2 separate regions of the Mus musculus genome follow, and region 1 is linked to region 2. Evidence: chromatin contacts called from public HiChIP or PLAC-seq data. All regions are on one chromosome and are shown on one strand. The core of a region is the stretch at or near the end of the contact, and the rest is flanking DNA. Distances in the headings are between cores, read along the strand shown. Region 1 overlaps Atf6 (activating transcription factor 6). Region 2 overlaps Atf6 (activating transcription factor 6).

Region 1 (4,333 bases), core at 1,495-3,994, 88 kb after region 2:
AAAGGGCATTGGTACCCCCTGGAACTCGAGTTACAGGCAACTATGAGCCACCATGTTGGTAATGAGACTAGAACCAAGTCTTCTAGAAGAGCAGCCAGAGCTCTTAATCACTGAGCCATCACCATCCCTACCTTTCAGCTTTAAGTCCTGATGGGGTACAATCTCCAATATATATTAAGAAAAGCAAGTTGCAAGACAGTGTGTACATGAGCTACTATTTCTTTAGAAGAGGTCATTTAGCAAAAGCTTTAAGTGTGTACATAATAAAGAGCCATCTCAGGACAGGAGGGCAGAAAACTGGTGAAGGCGACTGCTTTAGAGATGGGAACTAACTGATCAGCAAAGCACTATCTCCCTCGGGTGAGCCCCAAGGTAAGACTATAGGACAGACTATCAGAGAAAAGAGGGTAAAGTATTTAATTATTGAAGATATAAGTCAACATGCTTTCAAATAATTACTTACTAGCTTTATCAGGTAGCAAACTGAAAGACATAAAGAACACTTGAAGTTAGCCAGGCATGGTGGTGCACACCTTCAGTCCCAGCACTAGGGAAACAGACACAGGGAGATGTGTGAGTTCAAGGACAAATTGGTCTATATAGGAAGTTCTGAGCCCACAAGAGACACACAGTGAGACCCTGCCTCAAAAAACCACTAATGTTGACACAGCATGAGTTCATCACAGCTCAGCACATGAAGAGGGGAGGGAGGACTGTCAGTGTCCCTTCACAGAGCCACTGCAATCACAAATTTTAATTTATAATAGCTTTATTCAAGATAAATTTTTAGACAACCCCAAACTCCATTGAAGAGAAACTGCAAATACTTTAACAAAGCATAGTTTTCTTTTATTTGCAGTCATTGGTAGTAGCAAAGCCAAAAGCTAGTCAGCACAAAAGTGACTTTTTCCTTCTGAAATCTGGACAGCTTCTAAGAGCACCAAATCTTTCCTACTGAAATTATTCTGACAGATTCCTTGACTCTGCAGCCTAAAGAAATATCATGGTCTTGATGCTCTTAACAAAAGCTTTAACAAAATGATTTTTTAAAAGGCATTCGGTTGCTAAAAGTTGTCTACTCATTCTCTCTCTGATTTAAGATAGGATAAAAGGAGAGCCAATTCACATTTAGCCCTAAAAGAGGACCTTGGATGTTTAGTGTTTAGAGGTTTGATTTGGTTTCTGAAAAAGAACACAAGTAGAGTGCCCGTTACTTTACATTGTAAATAGACTGTAGAATTACATCGTTCTTGAGAAACATCCTTCAAGGGGGGTCTCTAGTGAGCTTTATTCCTTACTGGACAAGCTAAGAATGCAAAGTTATAACCATCTGTGACGGGAGTTAACCAGTCATTTCTTGGTGTCATGCTCCCTACAGAAACTTTGAAAGAGGAGCTACAGAGTCCCTCTGGTAAAGGAGAAGGGCTGCTTCCACCTTGCTGTAAAAATGGAAGACTTCCAAGTTCATATTTGTCCATTGGATGAAAAGAGCACATCCACAGCACTTCAACCTAACACCCGAAATCTCGAACTTTTTAATACCATTTCTAGAAAAAAAGGAATCATAATACAAGCTGGAGAGATAGCTTGGCTAGAGCAGTGGCTGCTCTTCCAGAGGTCCTGAGTTCAATTCTCAGCAACCAACTGTAATGGGATCTGATGCCCTCTTCAGGTGAGTCTACAGACAGTTACAATGTACTCATATACATAGGATAAATAAATAGCTCTTTTAAAAAATTAAAGAGAAAAGGAAAAGAAATGCAAAATCCAATTTGGAACTGGAGAATGCCCTTTTCAGTATTCCTAATGCCCGCAGGCATGTGGGAAGGAATTCTCCCCTACCTTAGTAACCTTCTTTCCATGATAGCTCTGTGGACCTGACACAGGAGTTCAAAAAAAGATAGCCCTCTTGGAAAGGTGTGTGTGTGTGTGCGTGCATGCACACACGTGTACACGTGTCCATGAATGTTCATGTTTGTGTGTCAAGGTCTCCAATCAGAAAAGATTGGAAAGTGTGCAGAGTGAAGAAGGGTTTAATAGATGTCCCATAGAGTGAATGGGTAGGCAGGGAGAAACGGCTAGGGCCTCTAGCAACACAGTGTCAATCACTCTCACCTCTTAGGTTCTTTCTAGTTCTGTACTAATTCATGATCTTTTCCTTTCCATTGTTCCAGGCAATGAATTTCAGTAAAACTCTCAGCTATGTTGGTCCACTATAAAATATATAGAATATAATTTCACCACATTTTTCATGGTCCTTTATCCCAGTAACTCAAATCTCATAATTTTAAAATCCTAAATTAAGGTGATTAGGGCTCATGAACTGTTGAGAGGAGAAGAGATGGAAACAATGTAACAGACTTAAACAGAATGCTCCAGCCTAACCTCACACCTGGCAACATTCAACTGCCCTTCAACAGAAAGATACCCATGCTCTCTACCAAGCCAACTTTATAATTCCAGAATTTCATTTAACAGAGTACATAGAGAATGTCTATACTAAAATAAAATGTCTATTTTTTTCATCAGGATCAGAGCTAAAACCAAACTGTACTTCTTGAAAATGTAGGTAAGGTTTCCAAGAGTTAAACATAACAGATTTACCAGCAAAGGCAGGAAGACTGAAATTATAATCTGAGCCAGGCAAACTGTTTCATAACAGAAAATGTGGCACTTAATGTAGTCTGCAGAAGATGGTATGCTAGCAACGCTACGTATGGCGGTAGCTGGCCCCTAGAGAATGCGGCTTGCCAAACAAAAGAATTCAAAACAGGTAGGGAATGAGTAGCCATGTCAACATTACAAAGCCACGAAAGACTGATAGTAGTTTTCTGAATTACAACTTTTCCACCATATGGTTTAAAAGCACAAAAATGGCACGACATGAAAAACTGAGGGATACATTTTGAATCAAGACTAACTACACTAACTCACATTTAAGGAGACTTAAAAAACATATGCATGCTACTAACATAGAGGCTGTTCCGGTGGCTCAGTCCTCTCTACAGCTCCTTCTAGAGCAGGCTTTACTTTGGGTGCCTTGGGAAGATTAGCAGACTAATGCTTTTCTACCTCAAAGAAATATGAAAAACTCACATTGAAAAGTCTTGACTCATTTCCTATGTGGTGGTTTGAATAACAAGGCCTCCCCCTTCCCACCTCTACCATGCCCCTCTCAAAGACTCCTATATTTGAATGCTTAGTCACCAGGGAGTGGCACTATTTGAGAAAGATTAAGAGGTGTGACCTTATTAGAGAAAGTGTGTCACTGAAGCCCATTCTAGACCCACTTCTCTCTCAGGATATAGCTTTCAGCTACTTCTTCAGCACCATGTCTGCCTGCATGCCACCATGCTGCCTGCCATGATGATAATGGACTAAACCTCTGAAACTGTAAGCAAGACTCCACTTAAATGTTTTCTCTTATACGAGTTGCTTTGGTCATGGTGCCTCTTCACAGCAATAGAACAGTGACTAAGATACCCTGCTATGCTATAAATGAAAACAGCTCAGAAACTGCGATTCTGTTTAACTGGAAGATCATCCTAATAGTCTTTTGGTCTCTTATATTAAACACAGACTACATCAATATCCCTTTTATAATTCTGTCAGCTCTAATTTCTGAATCAGAGCCAATACTACTAACAATAAAAGATAACACTCATCAATACAGATACACTCTCATCTCAAACATCCTAACTAAGGTGTTTACTAAGACTTTGTCAGCAAGTTACTCAAAACTTCCCAGAGTCCTCTAAATACTGCAAAAGCAGAACATATGTTCTTTCACATCAAACAACCAATGAAAGATGTCTGGCTAACAGACCAACATGCAATTAACTGAATTTGTTTGGAGATTACAAATGGTTCAGGGAATCCATCACTGTCAGCATTCAGCTGCCTATTAATCACAGTCTAAAAAGAAAACTGGCCTCCAGTATCTAAACATAATGTCTGTATCTACAAGCTTAGGATTTGAAGAGCTCTTTCTATCACTTACCTGCACCTGTTCCAGATGACCCACTGGAATAACCCAGAAGAATTCTGTTGTCCACATGACACCCTACCTTTCCTAACAGATAGCTCCTTTGTCTACCTTCAGTCTTCTCTTTTAATGTACTGAATCACTACAATCCTTAAACAGTCTTCTATGGCATGGTCTCTTGGGGATGGGACGGGTACTAAAGATTGAACCTAGGGCCTGTGCATGCCAAGCAAGCACTGTGCTACGGACCACATTTCCAGCCCTCAGTTTTTAGAAACCTTTCCCATCTTTTGTTCCTCTGGAATTCTAAACACTTGGGATATTATAATTGTTAAAAAAAAATATGAC
Region 2 (4,562 bases), core at 1,570-4,069:
AGAGCCTGGGTCTCACTATCTTAGTGTGTAGTGCAGACACTGTAGGACACTCAGATCTGCACTACAGTGAGTGTAGACACGAGTGGGGCAGATGCTTTATGTCCCAGATGCTCTTGTGTGTCGTCCCCCTCACCCCCATCCCTTTCTGGCTGTCATACTATACAGCCCAGGCTGGCCTTGAGCATGAAACATCTTGTCTTAGCCTGCTGAGTCCTGGGATGCAGGTAAGAGTTCCCACCTTCTGGCCCTTTCATGGGATTAAAACGTCTCTGCCAATCAGATGCACCAGCTTTAGACCACAAAGGAGCAAGGTGATAAAATCTCTTTGGAGTTATGGAAGCCCTGGAAGTAGTGTAGGAGCCAGCTCTAACTACTGCTGGAAGCAGGGTTCAGCATCAGTGAAACCAGTGGGGTACACTAGCATCCATATGGCTTTCTTCTTTTTGAACTTCCAAGTCAGACTCTTTGGTCAGAAACCCCACATACAGTTTCTCTCACTGGGAGCCAAGAGACTATGGTAGCTCAAAGACCACAGCTATGGCTAAGTGGATACATGAACATTATCCCCTTGTCTTCCAATATACAGAATATTCTTCTGTACCATATATGAGTTGATGTAGATCTTGGGAGATATATATATACATACACACACATATACATACATATATATATACACATACACACACACACGCACACACATATAGTTTTCATCTTGGTATCTCTTAGCTACTAACACAATGATGAAAACTTCAGTAATGTGATTTGAGCCAACTGTCTACAAAGGCACCCACAGATTAACTGTATGCAGGAGCTAACCCAACTGTTAGAAGAGGAGGAAAAAAGGCAACATTAACGGTCCTTAGAATGGGTGGCTAAGAGGAGATTTATCTGTTTCAATTCTTTCAATGGTTCCTATCAGCTATCACAGACTTAGTGTGAACCAGTTTCCCTGGGAAAATAAATGGTCACACACAAAGTAATGTAGACAAAAATGTGAGCAGACAGACTCTTTCTCTACTAAATGTCACATTGTATTTGAATACAGAGCTGGTTTATTGTTCTGGGACAGGCTGGTTTATGGAAGGGGCTGGTGGTTACTTTTGGAAAGTGTTTTCTAAAAGGGGGTTTTGTATGTTTAAATGCCAAGGAACAGTAAGCAAACTCTGAAATTGATGTCTTCTAAATTTGGATGGAATGAATTTATACAAAAGTCTTTAATTAGATAAAATCCCAGGAAAGCTGTACTTTATGGTCCTCGTGTTTCTTCATACTTTAATACGCAGTGAAAACAGCTGGCTTATCATTAAACACGCAAGAAGCTAGTCTGCGAGCAAGTCTTACTAGGAACAGAAATGCTTCCTCTTTGTTCTCATCATGGAGGATGAGGTCAGCAACACAGTATCTGCTACTCCGCAATTATAACAGCAAATTAACATTGACAAATTTACAGTCTTCACTCACTCACACATTGTTCTTAAGAGAGGCTCGGTCTACAGAATACTGCTTGCAATGGACCATGAAGTCCAGTTATGGTCATTTGAACCTTCTTAGTTATCTTAATAGTTAAGTATGGCTAATACCTACCTTGTAATAGTCTCTGTGAGGACCAACAGATGCAGAAATATATTTAATGCACATAGTGGGTGCTTAAAAGGGGAGATTTAAACCTGAATTTAAAACCCTAATCTATTGATGCTTCATGACAGCGTCAACACTGATCCTCATTGTAGTTTAGGTACCAAGGGTCTGGGCCTTCAGGAGAAGAATTACTATCAATGAAGGATCCATCATCAGTGGTACCCTGCATCCTACCATGTGTTCTGCCATCACCCTAGGTTTGCAGAGGTTGGAAAACAGCCCCTTACGGCTGATGAAGTCCAAGAAGAGGAAAAGGAAAGCTACTGTGGGTAGATGGTGGAGGGTCCAGTCTGGGAGTCAATGTGAGTCACTTTAGCTAGAGCCGTGATATGGATGGGGCAGACGGGGGCCTGGAAGAGAGGTATAAATGATTCTTAAAGTAAAGTTTTATGGATCTTAAGGTATTTGAATTACTTTCTGTTCATTTACTGGATTACCCTACAGTTTATGTGTCATAATATATATGACTACTTTTAACAAAAATTTAAAAGATCTTATAATCCTTTGTAATAAGGTTGAATTAACAAAATATTTTACCCCTAAACCCCCAAACTATGCAATAGATAGTCAGCAATTCTCAAAAACCAAACATTCTATTTAAAAAAATACTTTAAACCTCATGACTATTGTGAGTGATCAGCATTATCTATTCCTACCATCTGACTGCTCCAACAGTGCAGTTCATGTTTCTGATAATTCGCTCACAGTCCTTTTCATGGAGCCTTGCTCATTCTTTAAAATGAAAAAAACTGATACAAATACTTTACTGTCAAGTAAGTTGCTCCTGCTTTAAAAAAAAACCATAAAAGGCGTAGCAGTGCTATGATTTTCTTATGTACTTACTCATGTATTAAATTATCTCAGAGTCACACAGTAATCAATATCACAATGAGATGATTTTCCAACAGATGACAGAAATAGCTTCTAATATATTTATCTTTGCCCTCAGCAAACACTAAGTTGTTCTTCTGTGTGCTTTCAGTGATGTGAACAGATGGCTGTGTCACTTAGCTGCAGTGCTGTGTCCTGGGACCTGGAAGAATGTGTTCTAGTCTCAGCAATTCAAGTAGCCGGGCTGGATCCGCTCTTTACCACCCAGCATCTTTTTATGCCTCTCCTTATTTGTCTATCAGGGAGCTCTGCTAGACTATGCTTCCCAGCTCTACGACTCCTTATGATCTCCATGTGTCCTGCTTCCCAGGAAAGCTACTGACTCTGAGGCATGAATCACACTGAGCTGCAACAACAACATTACACTAAAAACAAAAGTGGAACCAAATTATTCTATTTTATGGCATCAAACTAAGCAATAATTGCAAAGGAATTTAACATTTATAGTGGGGATTTAATTTGGTTTTTAGTGAAGCAAATGCTTTATTTATTTGTTCTAGGCAAGAAGAAGCTGGAAGAAATGACTAATAGAATAGTTTTTATGTGACTTATTCTGTCCTTTTTATCTCCATAATCCATCAGAGTATTTCTGACTTGACAAGCGTGGCTGGTCTAGGTAACCATAAACATGCAGGAGGAATGGCGGTGTGTGAGGTTGGAGGGGAACCTTTCTCATTCTCATGGATCAGTTGCTTTGAGGGAAGTGATGCCATAAGCAGCCCCAGGGGAGACCAACAGCCATGTAGGTGAATTTGGAGGCACATCATTTAGACCCAGGGACATCTCTGGATCCAGACAGCATCTGAACTGGAAGCTCAAGAGATACCTGGAGCTAGAACCAGGCTGCTAAGCTCCCTGACCCTCAGGCACAGGGTGGATAAGATCTCTTCTTTTAAACCAGTAGGTTTAGGGGCAACTTGTGAATTAGGAAATAGATAACTCATATGTATAAAAATTGTTTTTGCTGAGATGAATTATCATCTTTTTTGTTTCTTTTTTGCCTAGAGGATAACTCCCCAATTGTAGTCTCTGTAAAAGCACCATCCTTTACAATCTTTTATACTGTTGTTAGGGAAATCTTTTCTAAGTATTACTAAGTATGCTCTTTGACAGCTTCAAACACGTATATAACACAATCTGATTATTCTCTTCCCTCCCCAACTTCCTCCTAACAATACCATCAATACCTCAACAGGTTCTTTCCCAGATTCAAGACTTTCAGTTCTCTTTTTGACCCATTTAGTTTAATCAAGGACATCTGTGTGAACACTGGATTGGAACGATCCATTAGAACCTTATAGGATCACTAGTGGGTAGACAACTGAGGAAATGCCCTCTCCCTGAGTCTATCAGTGGCAAATAGTTTAGCAGGAAGGTGTAGGGAACCCCTGAGCCCCTCCTCAATTCATTTTTGTGTAGACACAATGCAGGCACCACAGCTGCTGCAGCAAGGTTATGGCTGCCAAGGCTGAGTGCATCCTGCCCGGAGGATGCAGTCTGCAGCCCTTCTCCCTGTCAGTCTGCCTCTGCATCTTTTCCAGCCCCTCCTCTTTAATGTTCCCTGTACACCTCATGCATCCGTGAGCCTTAGGGATATCTTCTACACACACTGGTTTTGCTTCCTCCCTGTTCAAAGTCTTAGTAGCTCCTCAAATTCACAGGATTAATCAAACTCCATAATATCTCATACAAGGCCTTGATGAACTGGCTTCTGCAGGCAATGCTTGGTTTACATTAGGCTTATTTCAGTCTTCCAAAAGGGCTGAAGTAGACAGATTCACGCTGTCCTCAGACCAAACTACTACGCCTTCTCCAACAAGATGGATGGCACTTTTTGGTCTGGGAGCCTAATAAATCTCTCTTCCCTTAGGCTGCATCTGTCAAGTATTTGGTGTCAGACACAAGAATAGTAACTAATACAGCATCTACTTAAGCCCCTTTTATGTATTTGACAGTTATTTTTGTAAGGCACTAGGAATAACAAAGACATATAAGTAAGGTTCTTTCTAAAACAATTACATTTCTTACATTTC

What was found. HiChIP or PLAC-seq counts read pairs in DNA pulled down with a chosen protein or histone mark.
Region 1: an H3K27ac HiChIP or PLAC-seq map of embryonic fibroblasts shows a contact between it and region 2, with 2.6 times the contacts expected there. The contact joins two enhancer-like sites. A contact is called at or near these places in 1 of 15 datasets of contacts at CTCF or cohesin (the NIH/3T3 cell line), 4 of 484 Hi-C or Micro-C datasets (Th1 cells, beige adipocytes, nephron progenitors and 1 more) and 1 of 115 datasets of contacts at active chromatin or transcription factors (embryonic fibroblasts).

The regions. Positions count from the first base shown.
Region 1 is chr1:170,826,822-170,831,154 of GRCm38.p6, forward strand. All of the region lies in intron 7 of Atf6 (activating transcription factor 6), which reads right to left. Among named protein-coding and RNA genes, the nearest start is that of Gm25235, 3.9 kb to the right of the region's middle. Within about 2 kb of position 2,745, at least 18 of the 459 cell types and tissues checked have an H3K27ac peak or open chromatin away from gene starts, as enhancers often do. A contact at or near this core is called in the NIH/3T3 cell line and embryonic fibroblasts, where this site is marked.
Region 2 is chr1:170,738,877-170,743,438 of GRCm38.p6, forward strand. The region is part of intron 15 of Atf6 (activating transcription factor 6); the gene reads right to left. Among named protein-coding and RNA genes, the nearest start is that of Gm23523, 11 kb to the right of the region's middle. Within about 2 kb of position 2,820, at least 31 of the 459 cell types and tissues checked have an H3K27ac peak or open chromatin away from gene starts, as enhancers often do. A contact at or near this core is called in the NIH/3T3 cell line and embryonic fibroblasts, where this site is marked.